Regions from separate parts of the Mus musculus genome. Here all the other regions are linked to region 1. Evidence: chromatin contacts called from public Hi-C and HiChIP or PLAC-seq data. All regions are on one chromosome and are shown on one strand. The core of a region is the stretch at or near the end of the contact, and the rest is flanking DNA. Distances in the headings are between cores, read along the strand shown. Region 1 has its middle 19 kb from the start of Gm40918. Region 2 overlaps Rreb1 (ras responsive element binding protein 1). Region 3 overlaps Rreb1 (ras responsive element binding protein 1). Region 4 holds the start of Lncbate6 (a long non-coding RNA gene). Region 5 has its middle 7.1 kb from the start of Gm47754.

Evidence for each region. Hi-C and Micro-C count contacts between places; a contact is called where the count stands out from the background. HiChIP or PLAC-seq counts read pairs in DNA pulled down with a chosen protein or histone mark.
Region 2: an H3K27ac HiChIP or PLAC-seq map of hepatocytes shows a contact between it and region 1, with 6 times the contacts expected there. The contact joins two enhancer-like sites. A contact is called at or near these places in 1 of 15 datasets of contacts at CTCF or cohesin (large pre-B cells), 3 of 484 Hi-C or Micro-C datasets (the P5424 cell line, embryonic stem cells and liver), 2 of 115 datasets of contacts at active chromatin or transcription factors (hepatocytes and liver) and 1 of 9 other capture datasets (embryonic stem cells).
Region 3: a Hi-C map of liver shows a contact between it and region 1, with 2.6 times the contacts expected there. The contact joins two enhancer-like sites. A contact is called at or near these places in 2 of 484 Hi-C or Micro-C datasets (both in liver) and 3 of 115 datasets of contacts at active chromatin or transcription factors (hepatocytes, microglia and pancreatic cancer cells).
Region 4: a Hi-C map of bone marrow-derived macrophages shows a contact between it and region 1, with 43 read pairs. The contact joins the promoter of Lncbate6 here to the enhancer-like site in region 1. A contact is called at or near these places in 10 of 484 Hi-C or Micro-C datasets (the HL-1 cell line, the HPC-7 cell line, Sertoli cells and 5 more), 5 of 115 datasets of contacts at active chromatin or transcription factors (acute myeloid leukemia, embryonic stem cells, extraembryonic endoderm stem cells and 2 more) and 1 of 9 other capture datasets (embryonic stem cells).
Region 5: a contact with region 1 is called in a Hi-C map of bone marrow-derived macrophages, with 40 read pairs. The contact joins two enhancer-like sites. A contact is called at or near these places in 1 of 484 Hi-C or Micro-C datasets (bone marrow-derived macrophages), 1 of 115 datasets of contacts at active chromatin or transcription factors (bone marrow-derived macrophages) and 1 of 9 other capture datasets (embryonic stem cells).

What each region holds. Positions count from the first base shown.
Region 1 is chr13:37,714,482-37,717,278 of GRCm38.p6, reverse strand. No RefSeq gene overlaps it. Among named protein-coding and RNA genes, the nearest start is that of Gm40918, 19 kb to the left of the region's middle. Within about 2 kb of position 1,333, at least 44 of the 459 cell types and tissues checked have an H3K27ac peak or open chromatin away from gene starts, as enhancers often do. A contact at or near this core is called in bone marrow-derived macrophages, hepatocytes, liver and 1 more, where this site is marked.
Region 2 is chr13:37,940,757-37,943,553 of GRCm38.p6, reverse strand. Rreb1 (ras responsive element binding protein 1) reads right to left here. Exons shown (of 12, transcript NM_001177869.1): 10 at 1,850-2,011. Among named protein-coding and RNA genes, the nearest start is that of Gm52041, 24 kb to the left of the region's middle. Within about 2 kb of position 1,438, at least 34 of the 459 cell types and tissues checked have an H3K27ac peak or open chromatin away from gene starts, as enhancers often do. A contact at or near this core is called in hepatocytes and liver, where this site is marked.
Region 3 is chr13:37,901,831-37,904,627 of GRCm38.p6, reverse strand. The region is part of intron 5 of Rreb1 (ras responsive element binding protein 1); the gene reads right to left. Among named protein-coding and RNA genes, the nearest start is that of Rreb1, 14 kb to the right of the region's middle. Within about 2 kb of position 1,432, at least 8 of the 459 cell types and tissues checked have an H3K27ac peak or open chromatin away from gene starts, as enhancers often do. A contact at or near this core is called in hepatocytes and liver, where this site is marked.
Region 4 is chr13:37,538,739-37,541,535 of GRCm38.p6, reverse strand. It overlaps Lncbate6 (a long non-coding RNA gene), which reads right to left and starts at 1,400. Exons shown (of 3, transcript XR_382205.2): 1 at 128-1,400.
Region 5 is chr13:37,572,567-37,575,363 of GRCm38.p6, reverse strand. No RefSeq gene overlaps it. Among named protein-coding and RNA genes, the nearest start is that of Gm47754, 7.1 kb to the left of the region's middle. Within about 2 kb of position 1,428, at least 10 of the 459 cell types and tissues checked have an H3K27ac peak or open chromatin away from gene starts, as enhancers often do. A contact at or near this core is called in bone marrow-derived macrophages, where this site is marked.

The DNA of each region.
Region 1 (2,797 bases), core at 84-2,583:
AATGGTCCAAACCTGAGTGGAACTCTAAGCTGGAGGCTAGAAGTACCATAGGCTTCATCTTGAAAGTCTCCTGAGGAGAGCCAAAGTCAGTTACTGGTGAGTAGAAGCAGGAGCAGGAAGCAGGAGCAGGAAGCAGGGTGCCCGAGGGTGGTATTCCACATCAGGTGTTACTGGGTGGCCTATCTATGGGTGTCATTTACAACACACACCATCTGGCAGCTTCACCTCTTAACTAGTCTTGCTAAGAACATGGTGAACTCTTAAAGTCCTCATTTAAAAATGCTCCACAAACAAAAAGCTCAGGGCCTTGGGGGCAAAGCCTTGGCCTTTTTGTTTGCAGATCTGTTTGAGACAGAGGGTTTCATGTGCAATTCAGGAGCACAGGTGCCTTCTGCAGAAGGCTGGCTTAACAAGACCCACCTGCTATGACAGGGCACCAAGGCTAGAGTCTGGGAGACTGGGTAAAAGGTAACAGAAATAGTAAGGGCCTGGGTCTAAGATGGAATGGTTGCTGGAGAGGGGAGGAGACAATTAGACAATGTAGCCAGTTGGTCTTGGGTGTGTGTGAGGAAGAGGAAGTTGGGAAGAGCCCAGGCTGTCTGGTTGTTTGAGCATCACGTTTTGGTAGGTGCCCAGGATGAAGAGGATAAGAGTGGTGAATTTGGGTAGCTAGTTGGGACAATGAAGGAAATGACTGCAGTGTTGGATCCGGGAGCCTAGGATCCAGAGGCAGGTCTGGAGATAAGGTTTATGAGTCATGCTATGCAGGTAGCAGTTGAAGCTGTGGGTGGGATAGCCCAGGGGACTGTGTGTAAGGAGACAGGCTGGAGAGGGTAGGTGAAGACCTGAGAAACCACAGCTGCTTTCCGTTCCGATTCAAATCCTACTCAAGTCCTTTGTCCCATGATCCTCATCCAAACCCACAGCCCACATCGATTGCGTCATCCTTCACTCCTCCCAGGAATCTGAGTTTCTTGTCATGTTCCACCTAACGTGGGACCGCACTGAGTTGTCTTGGGGCCAACAAAGGTATTTTTTGTTCTTTGCTGCTAGGGTTTGCTTTTTGCCTTTGAAACCTGTTGCTAGGTCTAATGAAAGCATGGCTCTCATTTGGGGTGGGGGTGGGGGGGTCTCATTTCTGCTTCCTCCAAATCAGTTAGCCCTGGGCACAAATCCTCCCTATGTGTGTTTTGATGGGCCCCCTGCTACAGGAGCTTCATTAAAGATTCTGGTTCGGTGAACGTTTTGATTAGAGGACAAAGCTCAGGTCCCCTAGAAAGAGTTCACAATCCATTTCCTCCTTGCCAACACTGGGGCTCAGGGCTGACTCAGTAAGTCAATATGTCTCGGGTCTGCTTGGTGGATCCCAAACCCCGTTTCGGAGAGCAATCTGGAAGGAGAGATAGTCGTCTGTGCCCTTACTTTTAAGCAGATGGCCAGTGGTTTATTTTTTACTACAAATTAGTTAGACGGTGATGCTGGACAGTAGAGCATGGGAATCATTGTTTATTTTGGGAAAAAAATTAAGATTCCATTAATCCAGCTGTAATGGGGGATCAGTACTGGAAAGACTGGTTAGGGACCTTCATGAGCCAGGTTGCTGGAAGGAAGGATGGCTCAGAAGCACTGCTCAGTGCTTTCTCTGCTAACTGGGGTTATCTGCCAGCGAAGGTGCAGCTGATCCCTGGGACATTTGCACCAGGCAGTTTCTGAACTTTAACCTACTGTCGCAATCAGGATTCTGTGTGCGTATGTGGGAGTCACAGGATCTGGGCCCCCAAGCAGGGGTTACTAGACTACAGGCATGCTCTGACTGTACCTGGCCCAGGCTGCAAAGGGTGCCATGGCCTGTGGGTTAGTTCTTGTGTATAAACAGGGGCTGGGCATCCAGTGAGACACCGTGACTCCTGGAGAAGGCAGTGTGATTCAGAGAGCTTGGTCTCTCCACGGGGGCTCCCCTCTGCTCCAGGGGCAGAGGTTGACAGTGTTTGTGACAACGATTGGGTCGTCCTATTGTTTGCTCATCTGGCTGTGTGCTCTGAGTGTGCACTCTTGGTTGTTTGTTTTTTCCTCCAGAGATTTTAGATGATTTTCCTTCCTGCCCAAGCTGTCTGTGGACCGACAGTGTGAATCACAAGGTGATTGCCCTGCATTCACCATGCAGAGCACCCAGACGTGTTTCAGCTGAACAAGTGCTGGGAGTTCCAGCTTTGCAAAGTCAGGGCTGATACTTGCTTGGCACTGGCAGGCGTTTCCACCCTTTGCTTCTGCCCAGAGTTCTCCTTTTTCTCTGCACTACCCCTCTGTCGTGCTTGCCACCATCCTTCCTCCTCCTCTGGATTCTTTAGCCCAAGGATGCACAGTGGCTTTCTTTGAACTGACTGAAGTTTTCCATGCTGCAAGTTAGGAGGATATTTGTCCCTAGCCTACATACCCAAACTCATTTCAGCCTTTCTGTATCCTTTTAGGTTTAAAGGCATCTCAGGAAGCAGATGAGCAACTCCATTTAGGACAGTGCCATTACTACTAGTAGACCCTACTCTGTCTCTTGTTACTTCTTCATATATGTGACATTTGTAACAGTGGGTAATGTAATCTCACTTTTTTTTTTTTTAATTTCACTTTGGCAAGAGGCACAGTGGGGTGAGAAGAAAAGTGTACTAAGTGGGCCTTCCCCATCTTTACTTTGGATATGAAGCCTCAGGACAGAGGTTAAGTGGACTTCGGATGGGAGAGGGTTGTAGGAGTGGGAAACAGAGGCAGAGGAAGGGCAGCTTGGCCTTTGCAGGCTTGGAAT
Region 2 (2,797 bases), core at 189-2,688, 230 kb before region 1:
CCCTCAATTCCTAGGTCTCCTGTTCTGTTTTTTTTTTTCTCCCACCTCAGCCTGTCCTCTCTCTCTCTCACCATGGGCTGTATCTACAATTAAACCAAACACTTCTCTCTTTGATAGTTCTTTTCTAAGAGGCTTTGTGCCTTTAAGAAAATCTATATAACTTCTGGGGCAGGGCCTTGGAAAAAGAAAACCTGTAATTGTAAACTTAAAAAATAAATACGCCCACAGGCTAACACTTGTGCCAAAGCTAAGCTCAAACCATAAATTCTGACCGAGCTCTGGCGTCAGCAGAGTTCCTGTGAACAGCCTCCTGGATGAGCAGGGTACAGTGCCTGAGACTCTTCTGAGGACATGGGTTCCCACCCCAAAGCACCCCCCCCCCTGTCAGCTGCCTTCCCTTTTGAACTGGTTTGGGGAGAATCACAGGACCTTTCTGTAAAGCAGGCTGTAAGAAAATGTTCCAGTCTAATGGGTACTGTGGCAATGATGGTTAAACATTATCAGGATGGTCTGTGGCAAAGACAGCTGCTGCAGTGCCTTGGGCTTCCAGCCGCTTGGGAAGCGGATCAGGCTTAGCTCACAGGGACTCAACCATTGCAGGCTACCTGTCCTCACTCCCAGATCCTAGGGAATTGTGTGGAAATAGAAGTTGGGGGTTGGGGGTGCAGTGTGGTTAGCAAACCAGCTGTGGCATTCTTGCCCGAACAAGAGGGTCTAACCTGGGCAGAAGGACCCAGCAAGCCCAAGGCATTCCATTGCTCTCACTGGTCTGAATAAGCAGTGTGGTGGGAAGGGTAAAGGTGTCTTACCCACTGGGGTCAGCTCTCCCAGATAGCCAGTCCACTGTGATGTGTCAACACTGAGGTCAGGACAAGGGGGTCAGGGGTTGGAATCAATGACTGTCACTCTATCCACACTGACTCCTAGGTTCAGGGTGCCACTCTCCAAACTACACAGCACTCCATCCCACCAAAGTTTGAGAAGTCACGAGAGACAACTGCAACCCTAGATGAACACATTAGAGGCTGGCTTGGATCCCAGAAATGGGCAAACGCTAACTTTCAACACCCACGGAGCCTGAAGCCTGTGTGTGCAATGCCCTCCCTGCTACTGCTACCAAGTGGCCTGAGGCAGCTTACTTTTTTGTACGGTGTGTTTTGGTAGGGCTAGCAAACTCTAGCAGTTAGACCATGGAAGTGTATTAAATAGAGGACTTGAGTAAATACAGAAGGTGATGGGGGCAGCGGGCAGAAAAGGAACGGAGCAGCGTTAATTACTCTGTAAGGGCCGAGGGAGGAGGCACACATCAGCACAGGAGCATAATACCCGGACAGGTCAAGCAGAGTTGTGATTAAGAAGGACATGCACAGTGCTGTCTCAAACAAGGACAGATTTATACAGGGAGGAGTTATTGAGAAGAAAAGCCCCGCCTTGCCCCGCCTCAACCCGCCTCCCAACTAAAAGCTTGGAGGGCCACAGTTCTTGCAGTACTGAGTCCACTGGGCAAGGGCTGCTCACGAAAGCTGCAGGATCTGGGTCCCCCAGACTTCAGAGCTTCGTGTTTCCTTCAGGGGTTTAAGTCAGGAGCCGAAAGCGCACAATATCCGGCTCATCCTATCTTCCAGGATCAGAGCAATGGCAATTTTAGGAAGGAAGGTGCTGGATCCCCCCCTGGCAGCTGCAAAGTCCCCTGGGGCACTGACACTGTTTCCCCAGCTCACACAGTCTCGGCAGGGGCTAGGCCCCCTGAGCTGTAGCTGCTCAGTGCTCCGCCCCAGCTTACACAGCCTTAACCGAGTTCTGGGGAGCACCCTCCTCTCTCTGGTTCTCCATCACCTAGAGTTTCTACCTGTGCTATCATGGGATCCAACATCACTCTCTTTTGGGGGAATAAGCCCGTTTCTTCTCAGGGAGCAGGTGGTAACTCCGTGTTTGCGCAACTGGTGCCGCTCACAGTTAGATTTGGTAGAAAAGAAGGCATCGCATTTTTGACAAGGGAAGGGTTTCTGACCTGAAGCAGGAAAAAAAAATACGCATTTATCTGGCTTTCTACTGCAATGAAAAAGAAAAGTTGCTTTTGATTTACTCTTCTGGGATTGCTGGCATTTGTTCAACCCTCCACCCTTTCCTTTTAAGAAAATAAGAGAAACATACTTAACAAAAAGAAACAGAAACTGAGAGACAATGACTAAAATAATCATTTTCCCTTAGCCTTCATGTAATGGAAGGAGTTGTCATCAAGAGACTAAAAATAAGTTAACAATGAAACCAAGATACATGTGTTTGAAGCAAGACAATAAAAACTGTTAACACCACAACATTTCTAAGGCACAGCAAGCAATACCTAAATGAACCAGAGAAAAAGCACTACTGGATAGCCTGGCAGGTAGAACTGAGAGGGTGAGGAGATGGACCTGGGCGTGTGTGTAGGGGGGAGGGGGGAGGGCGGGGGAGGGGGGGAGCAGGCTCAAGTCTCCCAATGGGAGGCAACCTTCAAGGCCCATATTGAGAAGTCAGAGTGAGCCTCCCTCTAGTGTGGCAAGCAACAAGATTCATGGTTCCCAGGTTTTCATTCTTCCTTTGTATGGGCTAAGGGAGTGACCAACACAGGCAAGTGTGCATCAGGCTATGTACTCTGCTCCACAGAGGCACGAGCAAGGCCAGCCCAAACCCTAGGCCAGCACTACAAACACGGTGATGATGCGTTGGCAGGAGAAGCCCTCTTTCTGTCCCAGGGGAGGTTTCTGCTTTGGCCTGCTTATATCCTTCATTTATTTGCATTGTAAACATTGTGTTT
Region 3 (2,797 bases), core at 183-2,682, 190 kb before region 1:
TTGGAAGGCATGCACTGTTTAATCCAAATTTTCAACATGAGAGCATCTGATAAAGCATTTGGGAAAGCCAGAAGCTGGAGCCATAGTGAGGGTTCTGTAAATTATTTTCCGTACTTGACGGGAGACTCTTATTCTCCTCACAAACCAAGCTATAGGTTTGGAATAGGGTAGTTCTAGGGAGCTGGGGAGAAGATCTAGCTGATAACTGCTTGCTGGACAAGAATAGGAGCTGAGTTTGGATCCCCAGCATCCACAGACAGAGCCGAGTCTGGCAGCGCACACTGGCAGGTCCAGTACTGAGGAGGAAGAGACAGGCAGGTCCCTGGAGCTCGCTGGCTGGGCCAGATAGCCTAGTTGGATCGGTGAGCTCCAGGTTCCTGGAGACCTGTGTCAAAAAGTAAGGTAAAGAGCAAGTCAGGTCCTGAAGAAGGTACCAGACAATTTCAGGCCTCCACCAGCTTATGTAAAAATCCATAAGAATATAAGCACCACACACACACACACACACACACACACATTTTCCAACCTAAACAGCATGAGCACTTACAGGATAGGAACAACATATGATAATACTTTATTCAAAAACTCTTTTCCCTCTGGCGTGGTGACACACACCTTTAATCCCAGCACTTGGGAGGCAGAGGCAGGCGGATTTCTGAGTTCGAGGCCAGCCTGGTCTACAGAGTGAGTTCCAGGACAGCCAGGGCTATACACAGACACCCTGTCTCAAAAAACCAACCAACCAAACAAACAAAAAAACAAAACAAAAAAATCCCTCTTTTCCCTAAGCTTTCTCATAATTTCTTTACTCTATCTACCTTTAGTTTTAAGATAGCATACTATGTTGGGCGTCCTGTTATGCATACGTAGTATTAGTACCTGGGAGGTGCCAGGAAGATGGCATGAGCCCTAGAGTCCTGGACAGCATACTGGATAGTCAATGAGTAACTGACCCACACACATCCATACACAAAACAAACCATGTCAATTTACTCAGTGTAATCAAAGTCTAAGAAATACAGGCTCTATGGTTGCTGCGAAGCAACTGTCGATGTGACTACCCATAACAGTTTAGTATTTAGTATGCTAGCTCACTGTGTTTATTTTACTAATGTAACAATCATACAGAGAAGGGACTGAGCAGCCTTAAAATCAAGGTTAACCAACACATTCCAAAATAGCTAGTGACCAAGGAAGAGAGAAGTATTCCATTGAAGGCACCTGGATAGCTGCTAAGAATACCCTGAACTCTGGATCCTTAGAGTTTGTGTTGTGAGATTTGTCAACCTCCCACCCCCACCCCAGGTGTTAGCAAAAAGGAAAAAAAAAAAAAAAAAAAAAAAAAAACTGGAATGGAGCCTAGACCCCTCTCACAGGCAACTGCCGGGAGGTCAGAGTTCACCTGCAAGGCCAATGTATTCATGGAGGCACATCACACACACAGCCTTCAGAGCAGGAGGGGAAGGCAGTGTCCTCAGTGACACTGTATCCTTCTCTCTCTTCCTCGGAGAAACGGAATGCTACATGGAACAGTCTGCTAAGTCCATGTAATGACAACAGCAACTGAAATACAGAAAACCATTCCAGGAGAAATGCAGGACAGCACTCTGGTCTCAAATACAGCTTCTCAGTTGACTGCTTTCCTCTAACCATGTTTATCATAAGAACCTCGGTATCACCCCTGTTCTAAATCCCTCACACATCCCAGCGCAGTTGTGGCTCCTGATCAATGTAGCTCGGATCTGTGCTTACGAGAGGTCCCAGCTCACCACCAAAGTCTCAGATCCTGGAATAGATCGACCCATGCAAATACATCTAACTCCACTCTGACACATTTTTGTGAATATTTTCACATTTTTCCCCCAAAATACAGCTCTGCCAACAAATGAAGGTGGTAATGACTTTGTGATTGATTAGCAAAAGTCAAATATTCTTTTAACCCAGCATTTACAAGTTTTGGCAGGAAAGACAAAATAAATGTAGCATTATGACCTTAAATCAGTCATAGGGAGAAATCTGGGAAGACATATTTGTGGGCTAAAACAGCATATTCCTAAATAACCAATACATTAAAGAAGAAATCATGAGATAAATTAGAAAATACATGGAGGTAAATGGCAAAAAAATATAGTATACAAAACTTATGGATCCACCTGACATGGTGGCACACACCTTTAATCCTAGGCAGAGACAGTCAGATCTCTGTGAGTTCAAGACCAGCCTGCCCTACACAGTTCTAGACAACAAGAATCCCCTCTTCACTCCTCCAGCCCCAAAGTATGGAAATGCAGTTATTACTGCCTGTATTCAAAATATCTTCAAGTCTACAATCTAATCCCATACTTGACAACACCTGAAAAAGGAAGAAGAGAGCCTGGAGCGAGAGGAAGGGTGAAATGATGCTTAGGCCCAAACTGTGGAAATAGAAAAAAAAATAAAGAGGAAAACGTCAGTAGAACTAGAACAAAGCCCTCTCTACAGTAAATCCCATAATTAGGGCTAGAGAGATGGCTCTGGGTTCAGAGAGCTTGCTGCCCTTGCAGGACTCCAGGTCCAGTTCTCAGCATCCATACACTGGCTCACGGGGCCTGTGACTACAATTACACGGGGATCCAAACTCCTCCTGGCCTCCACAAACATGGTACACATAAAACTCATGCCGTACACACACTCACCAACACATGAAGTAACAAATAAAAGCACAAACAATAACAAAAAATGAAAACAGTGTAGTTATTAAAGTTTTGGACCTCACAAGTTAAAATCATTAAAAGGGAAGCCTGTGTGGCAAATACTT
Region 4 (2,797 bases), core at 151-2,650, 180 kb after region 1:
GGTCCTAAACTCTGAACGCTGGACACCTCCTCCTCCTCCTCCTCCTCCTCCTCCTCCTCCTCCTCCTCCTCCTCCTCCTCCTCTTCTAGTCTCGGGATACCAAGGAGCTAGAATGGCAAGCACTTACCACTGTCTGTGCCTGGTGTGCCTCATTTTCGGAAGTCTCCAGCAGTCTGGCTGTAGAGGTTGCAGTGGGATCAGGCTTCTTTCCAGTTCCCTCTCTGACCCTTCCCCATTTCTTCCACAGAGCCTGGGGCTCTGGGCTCCTCTTCCTCCTCCCACAGTCTGTCTCCTGTGGTGTTAAATTTCACCCACACTGGGGTCTTTGTTAAACTGACCTTCATTGTATTTCCTCGTAGCTTTGCCTGACCACAGATGCTGGCCAGAGGCAGGAAACAGAGCTGTCCTTCAGAATGGACCCCAGTGGCATCCATGTCCCATGCTGTGATCATTGTACTGAGGTGTGGCTGCAGAGAGCATCCCTGGCTGGCCACCGGTGGGCACTCATATATTCAGATCTACTTCTCTGTGTGCAAGCACAGGTGTGTGTCCCTCTGCATATGTGTTAGTGCCTGGGGAGCTGAGAGTGACACTGAGCATCTTCTTCAACTACTTTCCTCATTAAAACACACACACACACACACACACACACATACACACACACACACTTATTGTTATATATATGGGTGTTTTGCATGCTCGAGTGTCTTTGCATCACATACATTCCTGATGACCCTGAAGGCCAGGAGAGGACATTGGATCTCCAAGAACTAGAATTACAGATGGTTGTGAGCATCCATGTTGGATGCTGGGACTTGGACCCAGGTCCTCTGGATGAGCAGCTGATGCTCAAAACCTTCAGCTCCATCCTCCTTACTTTTTAGAGAGAGGGCCTCTCAGTGAATCTGGAGCTCCATTTTTGACAGACCTTGGGAACAAGCCCCAATGATCCCGCTGCCTCTTCATCCCCAGTCCTGGGATCACAGGCGCAGCACTGCACTTAGCTCTTATGGGGGTGCAGGGGATCGTGCAAGCACTTTACATACTGAGCTGTTTCCCCAGGTCCCTCAAGTCTGCTTTTCTTAAATGAAAAACCAAACAAAACTCGTTGCGCAGTGAGAGATACGAACACTGAGTGGTGTTGAAGGTGAAGGCCAGTCCTGCCCCAGTTGACTTGGTACCCTTGTTACATGCTCTCATTGGCTAACTGAGTTAGGTGGCTGCTATTTCTCCAAGGACTCTAATTTTCAGTGTTCTGTTACCTGCAGTTACAAATACGCTCATATCAGACAATGCAGTTATAAAGCAAGACAGCAAACGCAAAGGATTACTGTGGTTTATTTTTTGTGTCTTTTGAGATGTGATCTTGCTCTGTAGCCTTGAGGAGCCTAGAGCTCACTATGTAAACCAGGCTGGCCTCAAACTCAGAGAGATTTACCGTCTCTGCCTCCCAAGTGCTAAGTTTAAAGGCATGTACCACCATGCCTGGCTTCTGATTCATTTTAATATTTAAAATTTATTATTATTATTATTATTTTTACAGTGTTAAGGGTTCAGCCTAGGGTCCCGAAGGTGGTAGGCATGTACTTTCCTGGGCTACATCTCCTATTCCTACTTGTTTTTTCTTTTTTAATTTTATTTACTTTATTTGGCTTTGTTTGTTTATGCACAAAAAATGGTTTGCCAGCATGTATGCATGTGTATCATGGGCATACGTGGTACCTGTGGAAGTCAGAAGAGGGCGTCAGATCCCCTGGAACTGGAGTTACAGATGGTTGTGAGTAGCCATGTGGGTGCTAGGACTTGAACCCAGGTCCTCTGCAAGAACAGTAAGCACAACTAACTGCTGAGCCATCTTTCTAGCTCTCTACTCTGAGTTTTTTCTTAAATGCAAAATTTATCTTCAGAAGTGACTAGGAAACTTTTAGAAATAGATCCACAATTTTTCCTTTGGATATAATAGATTCTGAACTGATCCAGCATATACACACTATTTATGTTTCAGAATTAGACCCTTTGAGCCCCCCTGGAAAGTGCATATCCTTTATTGGGAAGGGGGGCAAAGAGTCTCTACTGGTGTAGTAGCAGTGGTGTGTGTGTGTGCGTGTGCGTGTGCTTGTGTGTGTGTGTGTGTGTGTGTGTGTGTGTATGTGTATGTGTGTGTGTGTGTGTGTGTGCACCAGCTCGTGTGAGAAGCAGGAATAGAGGGAGAATTCATCTGGATCATGTGCAAGGAACATAGGATTATGATATTATTTCTGCCTAATGAGGAACCTGCAATGCTAACAGAACAATATTATAGTGTAAAATAGGCCTGCCAGAGAAAGAGGGTGATGGGGACACCTGTCAGTCAGTTAACGCGGGCTGAAAGGGCTTATGGGAAACTATTCCGGAGGAGCTGGCATCTGGCCTGTAGATTGGCTAGTCTTATGGTGGTGACAAAGTGCCCCATGTAAAGAACTTGAGGGAAGATTTGCTGATGCTCACAGCTTCGGAGGCGTCAGTCTGTGGCTGCTTGGCTCCATTCTCTTGACAGAGCATCGTGAAGGTGGGAGGGCGGGATGAAAAAGCTTCTTCATGGCAGAAGCTGAGAGATGGGTACAGGAAGGACCAGGTCAAGATACAACACCACAGAGTCACCCACGGCGACCTAATACTCCGGCTGGTAGCAGCCTCTTACTTTTTGTAGCATCTCCAAGCCATGCTTCCAAATTATAAATCCATCAAGGGGTTGGTTAATCCACTGATTAGCTCAGAGCCCTTAGGATCCAGTCACTTGTCCTCATCCGCCTAGTCA
Region 5 (2,797 bases), core at 179-2,678, 140 kb after region 1:
GCTGGTAGTCTTGGGTTCTATAAGAAAGCAAGCTGAATAAGGCAGGGAAAGCAACCCAGTAAACAACAGCCCTTCGTGGCCTCTGCATCAGCTCCTGCCTCTAGATTCCTGCCCTGTGTGAGTCCCAGTCCTGACTTCCTTTGGTGATGAACAGCAATGTGGAACTGTAAGCTGAATAAACCCTTTCCTCCCCAACTTGGTCATGATGTTTTGTGGAGGAATAGAAACCCTGACTTAGACAGTGGATTATTAGCTCATTTGCTTTTCGGAAGCCACATTTTCTACTGTTACCCAGGTCCAGTGGCACTCGTCTAGACCTATCTCATACACTCAAGATATGCCCATCCTCACAGGGCTGCTGGTGGTGAGGGAGTTCTCAAAGATAAAAGAAACAGACTGGGCTCTCTACTCAGAGTTTCAGGTTCCTGTGGGCATCGAGGAAAACAGACAGGAGACAAAGCCAGGGTATGGAGGATGTTCATTACAGAGCAAAAAACTACATTGAAGGGCAAGTTAAGACTTCTTGACAGAAATAACACTGAGTTTCTGATAGCTTGCTTTACGGACAAATTTAATTTAATGGGGAAAGTGGATGGGAAGGTAGGATGCCTGTGTAGTTGTTTCCTCAAAATCTCAACATTCCCTTCTAAGGGAGGAAAGAGTCTCTTAAAGCTAAAAGGCCCACAAAACTTACAAGCCTCCTCAAACCCAGTGTTAGAAGATGCACATGGCCTGTCCTCTCCCCGAGGTCAGACAAGCAGTAAACAGTTTCTGGGGTGGGGGTGGGGGAGATTTTCTTCAGTGGCGCTCCCTGCAGGTTGTGCAGGGTCCAGCAGTGAGGTGTTCTCAGCCCTCATCCATGCTGGGTGGGCTGTGTAGTGAGGCAGTTCCCTTGAGTCATCTGTCCTTCCATCACAAGCCATTGCCAGGTAATCACAATACGTTCCTTCCCTCACCAAGTTAGACTGGGGTGGAGTTGTTTCTTGGACCTGCCCTGGATGCCCTATCTGAGATGAGGAGACATCTGTTCCTGCCTCTCCAGAAAAATCAGGCAGCACAGAGAATTCCACAAATAGGGCTTAGTAAGACTTGCTTCCCTTTCCTGTCCTTAGATGGGTTTCTCAGGGGGCACCAGGCACATGACGGGAACAGGCAGTTTTGCTAGACAAACAGCATGGAGAACTGTTCCTATGGAACGAAGGAGAGCTGTGGTGGTCTTGTGGGCCATGGTGGGGTGATATGATACTGTTCCTACCTACATCTGCCTGGAACCACCTTGCATTTTGCACCCCTTATCTCTCTGTCTATCTAGATACTTGGATAGATACCACAAAATAAAATCGACGGGAACAGAAAACAGAAGGAACAAGCAAGCAGCAAGCCCGTTTGGGTGTTTCCTTTCTTTTAGACCCAGCCTAACTCGCCTGGTTCTTTAAAGATATGCTTAGTCAACAAGACAGCTGCCTGCATCTAGCTGCAGAAAACACGAAGCTGAACATCGTGGAATTTCTTTTAGAGGGAACACTGAACAATTGACTCACAACAACAGGGTCCACTCCCAGACAGATCTGTTTTGCCCTTCAGCCAGCAAGTTGCTCTGGGCTTTCCCAGTACCATCATCTGAATGCTCAGAGGTAGCTAGCGTTCCAGGGTCAGATCTGGACCATGCAGAAAGCATGCTTTGAGAGTTTACCTCCTGAAGTGTCGCCAGTATCCAGTATCTCTTTTTTTTTCATGGACTGAGCTGTTCCAAGGCTTTTCATATCAGTTGGAATGTCGTGAATTTCATTTTCATGAAAGATAAATGAAATTGTAAACTGGGTACAAATTTAATCTTTTTTCCCCCCTGATATTGAAATTCCTCATTATCTGCCCTTCCCTGTTCTCCCTCCTATTTCTTTTTCCTTTTCTTTTTTCTTGTAAGAGGCTGTCTGTGATAGAATAACTGGTTTTTCCCGGAATGGCTAATACATAATAAAAAGAACACCATTCACTAATAACAATTTGTTGATTGTTCCCTGAACCCCTGGGAGGTGTGTGGAGACTGAGATTTCTGTCCGCAGCAAAGGGAGTGTGGCTGTGTGGTAGGCCTTATGTCAAGGCCAACTAGGAACTCAAAACGGAGGTATGTTGATCCTATAGAAAGCCAGTCTTCTCTCTGCCCTGCCCCCTCCAACTCAGGTGACTGTAGAGTCTACCAGCATGTTAGCTCTGCTTATCCAAATATTCTATGCTAGTGTTTGTCCCTAGGCGTCAGGGAGGCCAGGAAATGAAAATGAGTCTGCTGGACACCCAGGAGAGCTGATAACTTATTAAGGAAGGGGATGGGGACTGGGGGATTGGGGATTGTAGGAGGTCTGTGGGGGTAGCCAGTGGGGAAGAAACCATGTGTACTGATTAGGAGCGATTAGGAAAAAGAACTCAGCAAGCACCAAGAGGAATTAAGGAAATCAGGAAACTTCTTAAATTAGAAGTGGGATTAGAGAATGTATCAGGGAAGGGAGATTTGATCTCAGAGTATCCCTGTGCTAAGAGGCTTTCGGGGTTGCTTGAGAGTGGGTTCAAGACCTGCTGCGTATTAGAGTGGCACCAAATCAGGTTGCCCTGAAAGAGCTATCTCTTGAAATGGGAGTTAAATAAAGGGTCATTTGGCAGCTAACCTGGAACAGTGGTGGTTGTCACTGACAACACAGCACATCAAGGTGGAAGCAAGAGTTGGAGTACAGACACCTCCCAGCCCAGAAGCAGAGGAGTGTGAGAAGGGGTGCCAGTTGTCGTCATGTCCTCTATGACCTAA